Regions from separate parts of the Gossypium hirsutum genome. Here region 2 is linked to region 1. A link is a contact called in public Hi-C data. All regions are on one chromosome and are shown on one strand. The core of a region is the stretch at or near the end of the contact, and the rest is flanking DNA. Distances in the headings are between cores, read along the strand shown. Region 1 has its middle 18 kb from the start of LOC107920140. Region 2 holds the start of LOC107918910 (probable carboxylesterase 6).

Evidence for each region. A called contact is a pair of places that touch in the nucleus more often than the background predicts.
Region 2: a contact with region 1 is called in a Hi-C map of leaf, with 2.6 times the contacts expected there. The contact joins the promoter of LOC107918910 here to the enhancer-like site in region 1. A contact is called at or near these places in 9 of 34 Hi-C or Micro-C datasets (callus, leaf and petal).

What each region holds. Positions count from the first base shown.
Region 1 is chrA12:95,631,198-95,635,974 of Gossypium_hirsutum_v2.1, reverse strand. It overlaps the pseudogene LOC107919354. Among protein-coding and RNA genes, the nearest start is that of LOC107920140, 18 kb to the right of the region's middle. Within about 2 kb of position 3,349, at least 3 of the 9 cell types and tissues checked have an H3K27ac peak or open chromatin away from gene starts, as enhancers often do. A contact at or near this core is called in leaf, where this site is marked.
Region 2 is chrA12:95,696,785-95,701,638 of Gossypium_hirsutum_v2.1, reverse strand. It overlaps LOC107918910 (probable carboxylesterase 6), which reads left to right and starts at 2,183. Exons shown (of 1, transcript XM_016848483.2): 1 at 2,183-3,699. The coding sequence starts at 2,246. The coding sequence ends at 3,262.

The DNA of each region.
Region 1 (4,777 bases), core at 2,100-4,599:
ATTAGTACTCATGAAAATCCTACAGATATGATGACTAAGTCACTTCCTATAACCAAGTTTGAGCATTACTTAGACTTGGTTGGTGTTCATTGTTGAAGTTAAACCCTTTAGGGGTTTTATGGAAAAGGTGGAGAACTTGTTCATTAAAAGTTCGCGATGAAGAACTTATTCATTGAGAATTTGTGTCAAAGTGGAGATTGTTAGAATTAAGTGGCCCGAATTCTTATTTAAATAAAATACAATGGAAAATAAAATAAAAGTAAAATCCATATAGAACAAGACTTCTTTTATTTTATTTTAGAATAAGGTTTTTTAAACCTTATTAAACTCCATCTATTTTATATTGATTAGGATAAGGTGTTTCAATCCCACTAGAATATGGCTTTACAAGCCTATAAATAGACATAGTCTATTCCTCTTGTATTCATTCAAATTTTCGACATAGTGAATTTTCTTCTCCTCTACCCGTGGTTTTTTCCCGAAAAGGTTTCCACGTAAAATTTGTGTGTTCTTTATTTTATTTTTATTTTATTTTATTTTTCACAAAATACAAGTTCAAGTACCAACTAGGTACTTTTAAAAAATTTAAAGAGGCAAACTGTTGGGAAATGTGTCCATATTGTAGTAAACATGTAATTGTTTTCTATGTATTTGAACGATGAATAAATAAACAAAGTTAATTTCACATTTCACTGTTATATCTTTTGTATTTCTATCTTTCATATTTTGCATACATAGCGAAATTGTAACAAACAAATATTAGCTCATTGATTGTCTAAGTTCAAACAAATGGTAAGTAGCATTGTAAGAACGTTTACATTGCAAGAAAAACAACTTACTTCAGTAGATAATCTAACGAGTCTGTAATCCTATAAAAGAATCAAAGTGAGCATTTGATTCAAATGCTGGGAATGATTATTATTTCGTCCACAATTCCAATTGAGGAGATGGCTAGTCTTGGCTATCAGAGCAATTGACTCCATGGGTAGAGACATAGATGTATTCATTGACAAAACAATACATTGGATTGAACCCAAGATGAATTAATTCTGAATTCGTTTGTGAATTAATTCACTTGTGACATTCATGGTGTGATTTACATAAATCCTGAGTTAGTCACTGATCATGCGTATGTAACTCATGTACTTTGATAAAAGTGGAGGCTTATACTCTAGAGATGATTGAGCCGATAGCCGGTATGTTGGGTACATGACTTGTGTATGGCATGACTTTACTAGCAACAGTGGAATTCATAACTCAATTAAAAAGTTAACGATCCTCTCATTGGCATTGTGTGGATTGATAAATATGGAATGTGACCACGGGTTGCTTATTCTTAAACGAGCCATTTATCATAGTCATTTGTTAACAGTGATCATATTAATCATTAAGAAGACACAATGGTAACAATGAGATAAAATAAGACTGTATTGAGTGAACGGATTTAACTCAAAGGAATCAAGGATATCATATGAGGGTAACACACACATGACGAGGTCATTGGACAAAGTAGTTGGATGAATTGCTTTCGTAAAGAGTATACAATAAGGAGTTTTCAATCATGTTAATTCTTGTAGACTGACTCCATGATTAAGTAATTGGGAATTATCGAAACGATGCTTCTGGATATAATTGCAATTATTAGAGCTTAATTGTATATGTCTGGTTTGTCCCTCCACTAGCTCAACAAAAGCTCGATCAGATTGCTTTTGAATCAAAAGAAACTTCTACATCTGTGGAAATAATTTAATTGAGTCGATTTATTTGATGTGAAATTAAATTGGGCGGTCATAAGAATTGTTCAACTAGAGAATTTGATTAAAGAATTTTCTTGAAAAATTAATTTTAAAAATCTAAGTGATTTTTGAGAAAATTAATTTTGATCAAGTAAAAATAAATTAATTAAAATTAATATGATATTTTTAGAAATTAATTTTCAAGACAAATAATCGGTCTAATGGGTAATTGAACTTGAAAATTGGATCTAAGATCGTAACTTGGGCTTAAAAGCCCAAATCCAAGACCAAGACCCAAAACTGGTCGAATTAGACTTGGTATGTGAAACCGGGCCGACCAGTTGGACCGGACCGGTCGAGCTATCACTGGCCCGAATCGGATAGGCAGAAATTGAACCAGCTCGGGATGTCGGCGGTTGCAACGGTGGCATTATAGTGGCCGAAAAATGGTCGATGGCAGGGGGTCTTCAATGGTTGAGCAGTGGAAGAATTACACTCGTACTGGAATTCTACTAGAAAATTTGATTTTAGATTAGCTATTCCAAAAATAATATTATTTTGATATATTTAATATTAAATTTAATTTAATACTTATCTTAATATTTAATTTAATTTAATGTTTATCTTGTAGATAAATATTTTATTAATTTAATAAGATTTAATGCTAAATTTAATTTAATATTTATTTTGATAAATATTATATTAATTTAATGTTTAAGTGATTAAGTTTAATCATAGTTGAACTCTCTAGGATCTCCCTATATAAAGTCTTGATTAAACTTAAGTTAGCCTACCAATATTTATAGATTCTATCAATTTGGTTCTAAATCTAAAAAACTCAACAAATTTAATTCTCAACTTTACACATTATGTCAATCTAGCATTGATTCTTAAAATTTTAAAATTCAAAAAAATAAAAATAAATTATTTAAACGTTCATTTTTATGAAAATACATAATATTTTATAAAAATATATACAAAATTCTATAAATATTTATAAGTAAATTAATGTCTATTTTCTCATTTTCTAATGTGATATTATTTATTAAAATAAAATTATTTAAGGAAAAACACATGAAGACCACCATGGTCAAGTTGGATAAAAAATTACATGTTGAGGTAGAAAAAGGTAAGAATCAATTTTTTTAGATTGCTGTCCAGAATGAACTTGTTGCGTTTGAGATTGTACTTGAGGGCAAGCATAATTAGGGGTTCAGAGTAATGGTATTGGTGTCGGTGGTTGTGGGCATAGGCGATCGCAAGGCTCGACAAATTTGTTGAGGACTAAAGAAAGATGACAGACGTATAATGAATAAATTATAATTTATAAAATGAAACTAAAAATAAGGAAAATTTTAAATTTGATTTAAACGATTTTGTTTTTAAAAAAATAGCTATTTTATTTATAAAATGATTATTTTAATAAATAATTTTCATGTTAGAAAAAGAGAAGAAGAGGTATTAATTTATTTATAATTTTGAATGTATTTTTTTTTATAAAAGAAAGAAATTTATTGGTGATGAACAAGAGAAAGAGTCTCTCTCCTTCCTTGCCTTGACTATAACTTGTTAGATTATAAAATCATCCTAATTCTTTAAGCATTACCTACCACATCACGTGATCTAATTTACCAAATGCGTTCCGCCCTTACAAACTTTGTCGTTTTAACATTGTGCCCTACTAAAACCCAAGGCCCAATTGATCACAGCCCGGTTAATAAATAATCAATTTATCATGTTATAAAAAATTGAAATAATTTATTTCAGTAGTGTGTTTAATAATTTTTAATTCGTCAAAAAAGGTTAGTAATTTATAGTTTATAATGAAATGAGAGTTAAAAATTCTAAGTTATTATTGATTTTTTTTATTTTATTAAGCACGGAAATGAATTTTCAAATATTATTTGTTAAACACTTTTATCAAACAAAGTAACATGCGTAGAATATGATTTTAGACTTGTCTTATGTTATGAAGGTCATTTTAGTAAGCTTGAAGCAATATTTCAAAAATAAAATGACCCCTTAGGAAATTTTTTTAGCTTTTCGCTTTTATTGAAAAAAAAAGTCATTTAGACATGGATTTACTGGAAAAAGAATTAGGAAATTAAACTCAATGAACGGTCCAATTTTATGTTAAATTAATCGATCAATTCTTAATTTAAGTGGGTAAATTTATCACGTAAATATAATTGTATCCCTTATTATACTTCATAGCATATGACATACATGCGTTAAACTCATAAAATTTAAAGTCCAAATATTTTTCCAACAGGAATGTTTCAATTATTAACTGTTTTTAGAGGTCTCAAATTCAGAAACCATTGAACTACCAAAATATAGTCATATTTCTATTTACATTAATCAATCATGAGCTCAACCAAAAATCACAAATTAGAAAGATTAATTTGGGATGTGAGTCTCGCAAATTTTCAGTAGCCAAAAGTAACTTTCTACAAGACAGCCACAAGTGTTGAACAAAAAAAAATACAAGCCAGCCACAGGCACAAGATAAGATTAAAATATGTCGTAATTTTTATAAACTTGAAATTTAGACTCTATACGTTTATTTTTAAGAATTTAATTCCTCTACTTTTTCGATTTAAAAATTCAAGTCCAATTATTAATTTAGTTAAATTTATTGATGTGATATTTTGAAATTAAAAAAAGATACTTGTAAACCATGCAACTAAAAAAATAATTTTGACAGTGCTGAGTGTTAACAATTGAACTTGTATTTTGAAATCTAAAAAGTAGAAAGACTAAACTGTTAGAAATAAAAGTACAAGGATTAATTTTCAAATTTATTAAGAGTACAGGGATTTTTATGGCATATTTTAACCAACTAAAAATCAGCATTGGAGAAAGTAAATGACAAAACCAAACCTAGCAAGCAAAAATCTAAAGCTCCCCCAGCAACGTGGTAAATAAATCTGGCTTAGGCCGAACAGGATATCGTAGCATGATTGATCTACTGAAGTCCTTGGTTAGCAAAATAACGAACATCCACATCTGAGTCCTCGCTCAGCTCAAACAAGCATGGA
Region 2 (4,854 bases), core at 934-3,433, 67 kb before region 1:
ATTTTATTTTCAATTTTAATATAACCATTTTTTATTATATTTTCAATTTGTGTATTGTTTTAAGAATTGTTTTAGTCTTACTTTTTATTTTAAATGTATTTGATTTATTATATTTTAAATTTTTTATTTAATGAAATAAGCTAAAAAAAATTTTATATGGGCCAGGTCGGGCCGGGCTTGGGCTTAACAATTTTATTTCGAGTCTGGCTTGGACAAATTTTTACGCCCATGTTTCGGGCCAGGCTCGGGCCTAAAATTTTGTCTAGGCCCAGCCCGGCCCATGCACACCTCTAATTTGGAGTCGTTGGAGGCAAAATATAGTCATTGCAAAGTGAAATTAATGTGTAAAAAGTTCCATATAACTAGTGGTTGCGGTATCTATATAGAGGGTAACTGTACCTCTAAAAAATATAAACGTTACAAAAAACGTGGTATTGGTACATTTGTGTTAGGTATCGATAACTCAAATACCTCAAGAACATATATTGATTTATTTCCCCCTCTAGAATGGTCTATGGCTATAGGCTTCCCAAGGTATTGATACTTAAGGCATCGATATTTTAATGCTAGGTATTGATACATAGACTTTTGGTATCAATACTTAGCTATGTATCAATACCTAGCCACTAAATTATTTTAAAACCATCTTAAACCCTTTAAAACTACTTGGAATCAACTTAAAAACATTTAGTATAAAACTCATTTAAAACATGTTTTTAAATTTTTTAAATTCTTGAAAATGTTTAATTAAATTTTCAATAATCTTTTCACAAAACAATTGAGGATTAAATATATAAATTTATCTTAAATATTGTTATATAAAAATTTTGATAAATCAAAATTAACATTTTCAAATATAAAGCTAAGATATATATATAATATTTTAAAATTTGATTTTCTACGATAAAAATGTTAATGATTTAAACCTTTTTATCTAACGGTATGTATGAGATGAAAAAATAATATAATTTATTTAATTAATAGGATCGATCGATGACAAGATAGAAAGAATTCATAAAATAATTTTGTAGAGAAATTATAGAAAAGTAAAAATTCCTGCCATTAATAAAACACGTACACTTTGCCTTGAAAAGATGCTATTGGGAGGCAACCTACAAAAGTTTGGACGATGGTGTTTTTGACTCCACTACATCACATGTCTCTCAATTCGTCAACAATATTAGGCCTCATTTTCTAAAGTAAACTTTCCTTTACATATTGCCGGCCTACACATATGCTTATATCATAACATCGATAGTGCTTCAATATCTATCTGTCCTTCAACCCCCCCCCCCCGCCCCAAAGAACTTCCCCCCTTGCACTTAGATTGTGCCTAAAATAGAAGGAGTACGTTCTAGCTCGCTCACACTTTAAGATTCAAGCCCTCCGCAAGTCACCGGCATTATGACTATGTATTTTAGACCTAGAATTTGTGACATAAAGTTCAATGTATGTCATTCTTTTAGTGGGTGACGGTTCTAAGGGTCTTGCAAAGGTAGTGGAGATGAGACAATGAAATTACCCATCGGGAGGATGGATTCCAATGTGAAATGATTAATAGATATAGCTATGGAATGGTGAAGTATGAGAAACAATATTAAAAAAAAGACTAGAGGCCTCCTTTGACTTCTGTTTTAATTAATAATATTGAGAGAGGATGACCGAAAGTCCTTTATGTAAATAATTTATCATAGCTACGTCAAAATCACATGTTTTTCCTTCGTAATTAAGCCGATCAGAATTTGTTCAAACCTTAGATAAAGGTATTTTATGTTTGGATTTTAATATGGAATAAAATATTATTTAAGGTTATTTATTGCATATAATAATATCTTCAATTAATATAATATGTACTACCTTTCAAAAAAATACATATATAATATTTACTAATTTAAAAAAAAATGTTGTGGCCCCAAATAAAGCTATAATTCACAAACAAGCCATCAAGATTGAAAGTGCTTTACAACGAAGATGAGTCAAAGCATCCCACAATTCAGCAAAAACGTTGGCTCGACTCTGACCCCCACACGCTTTGGTTCCACGTGAAGACATGTGGCTAGTACCCAATTTCCCACTTGGCAGTGAATTATGGGACAACATCTTCTCCTTTCATATTCTAATCTAACCACCCCTCTCGCTTTATTCTATCTTGTTTTCCTATATAAGCTGTCTAAAATATAACCAAGAATCCCAATCTATTACTTGTTTAACATATATAACTTGAGCGAGGAGAAGAAGAAGAAGAATGGCTACCATTGCAATGGATCCAAGTTTAAGCCTACAGATTGGGAGAGGCTCAAATCAACATGGAGCTGTGCCTGTGAAAGAAGAAATTCAAGGGCTGATTAAAGTGTACAAAGATGGACATGTGGAAAGACCACAGATTGTCCCATATGTTACCCGAGCATTGCCTCCGGAGTTGGGTGTGACAACGAAAGACTTTGTCATCGACAACTTCACAAATGTTTGGGCACGTTTTTATGTTCCAAAGTCAAACTGGAAGCTCCCTTTGGTGGTTTACTTCCATGGGGGAGGGTTTTGTCTTGGCTCTGCTGCTTGGAGTTGCTACCACGAGTTTCTAGGAAAACTAGCCGCCAAAGCTGGTTGCTTGATCGTCTCTATTAACTATCGTTTGGCGCCGGAAAACCCACTTCCTGCTGCTTATGAAGATGGGGTGAAGTGTCTCATGTGGCTAAAACAGGAAGCACTAAAGGGGTGCAGTGAATGGTGGTCTAAACAGTGCAATTTGTGTAGCGTCTTCTTAGCCGGTGATAGTGCTGGTGCTAATATTGCACATAATGTGGCAACGAGACTTAATTCAAATAATCTTTACCCTTTGACTCTTAAAGGTACTATCTTAATACAACCGTTTTTCGGAGGGGAAGCCCGTACAAATTCCGAAAAGAATATGGTCCAATCTCCTCGCTCTGCCCTCAGCCTACCAGCTTCGGATACATATTGGCGATTAGCATTGCCATGTGGCACCAACCGTGACCATCCATGGTGCAATCCATTGGGAAAGGGGTCAGCAAAAATGGAGGAGATGAAGCTTTTGCCTACCTTAGTGTGCATATCAGAGATGGACATATTGAGAGATAGGAACCTGGAGTATTGTGCTGCCTTGGGTAAAGCAGGAAAGAAGGTGGAGCATGTTTTATACAAAGGTGTTGGCCATGCATTTCAGGTTCTTAGCAAGTCTCAACTATCACAATCTCGAACAAATGAAATGATAGCTCGTGTCAAGGCCTTCGTTAATCGGTGATTATGGTCTTGTGTAAATCCATTTCCCAACTTTTTCGTTTAGTTTGTGTGCAATTGTCCCAAACCCCATAGCTAGTATACTGCTGACGAGGAAATACATGCAGCGCACATCTCTAAATACTGTGTATATAGACAAGTATAATTAACAGATATAGCTTTAAAGTGGTGGAGAAAAGCTATTTTTTGGGTTTGATTGATGGATATGTATGCGGTTCAATAGATTTAAAAAGAACATCAAAGAAAGACCGATTGCACTGTAATAAGCACTCACATATAATTTTATCTAGAGGTGACCGGCCTCAAATTCCATACATTTATATATGTATAGTCTTTTCATCCTTTTTGTGATAGATGGATATAATTATTAATTCTTCGTGAAAAATGTAACTTGAACGTCTTAAACATTGAACGCGGAGAATTGCCTAAAAGTTTTCTTCCCATGCCTAAAAGTTTTAAATTCTTAGTGGACAAAGTTAGACGAAAGTTGGATAATTGGAATGTCAAAACATTCTCTGTGGCGGGACGTATAACTTTAGCTCGGTTTGTCGATTTCTAATTACTTTATGCAATTTTTGAAAATTTTGTCTAGTATTTATGTAGAAATTGAGAAAATTACCTAATGATTTATTTTGGGGAGTTCTAAAGCCTCTCAGGAATTGACTTTGGTAAAGTGGGGAGATTGTTGTCAACCTTTGCCTAATGGGGGATTAGGTATTCAAAGACTTAAGGAATAAAATGAATCCTTTTTGCTTAAGTTGGGATTTAATCTCATAGCCAAAGAGCAAGCTCTGTGGGTAAGGGTACTCCGTTCTAAGTACAAGCTCTTGAAGGAATATCCTGAAGACATTTCTCAAAGTAACTATTTTTTTGTCTGGAGATTCCTCGCCAAGGTTTGGCCCCTTTTGCATCAAAATATTCTTTGGTTAGTTGGTGATGGGAATCGTATAAAATTTTAGACTGGCAGTTGGATATTAGAGGTAGGGCCGCTTGTAACACCCCTCACCCGTATTCAATGTCGGAATAGGGTTACGAAACGTTACCGAACATATAATACAATTACACGTACATTTTCAATTTCATGCAAATATCAATCAGCTACATTCATATAGTCCCTAATATGAGCCTACGAGGCTCAAAACATACATTCGAGGTGGTTCGGGACTAAACCGATAACTTTAAAAAAACTTAGAGAACACTTATAAAATTTTCTCAAAAACAGGAGACACATGCCCGTGTGGCCCGGCCATGTCTCTCACACGGCTAAAGACACACCCGTGTCACAGGCCGTGTGGACATTCGAAATGGGAGCACATGGCCGTGTCCTAGCCTGTGTCCTACCCCGTGTAACTCTCCTACTTGGGTCACATGGCCAACACACGCTCGTGTGACTAGTCCGTGTGCCCAAAAAAATGGCCACACACGCCCATGTGTCAGGTCATGTGCTAGGCTGTGCCAAACCTGTAGAATATACTGACTTATGCCACACGGCCAAGTCACACGCCCATGTTTTAGACCATGTGGAGCATACTGATTTGATTTTAATCTCAACAACAGGGGACACACGGTCGTGTACATGACCGTATATCACACACG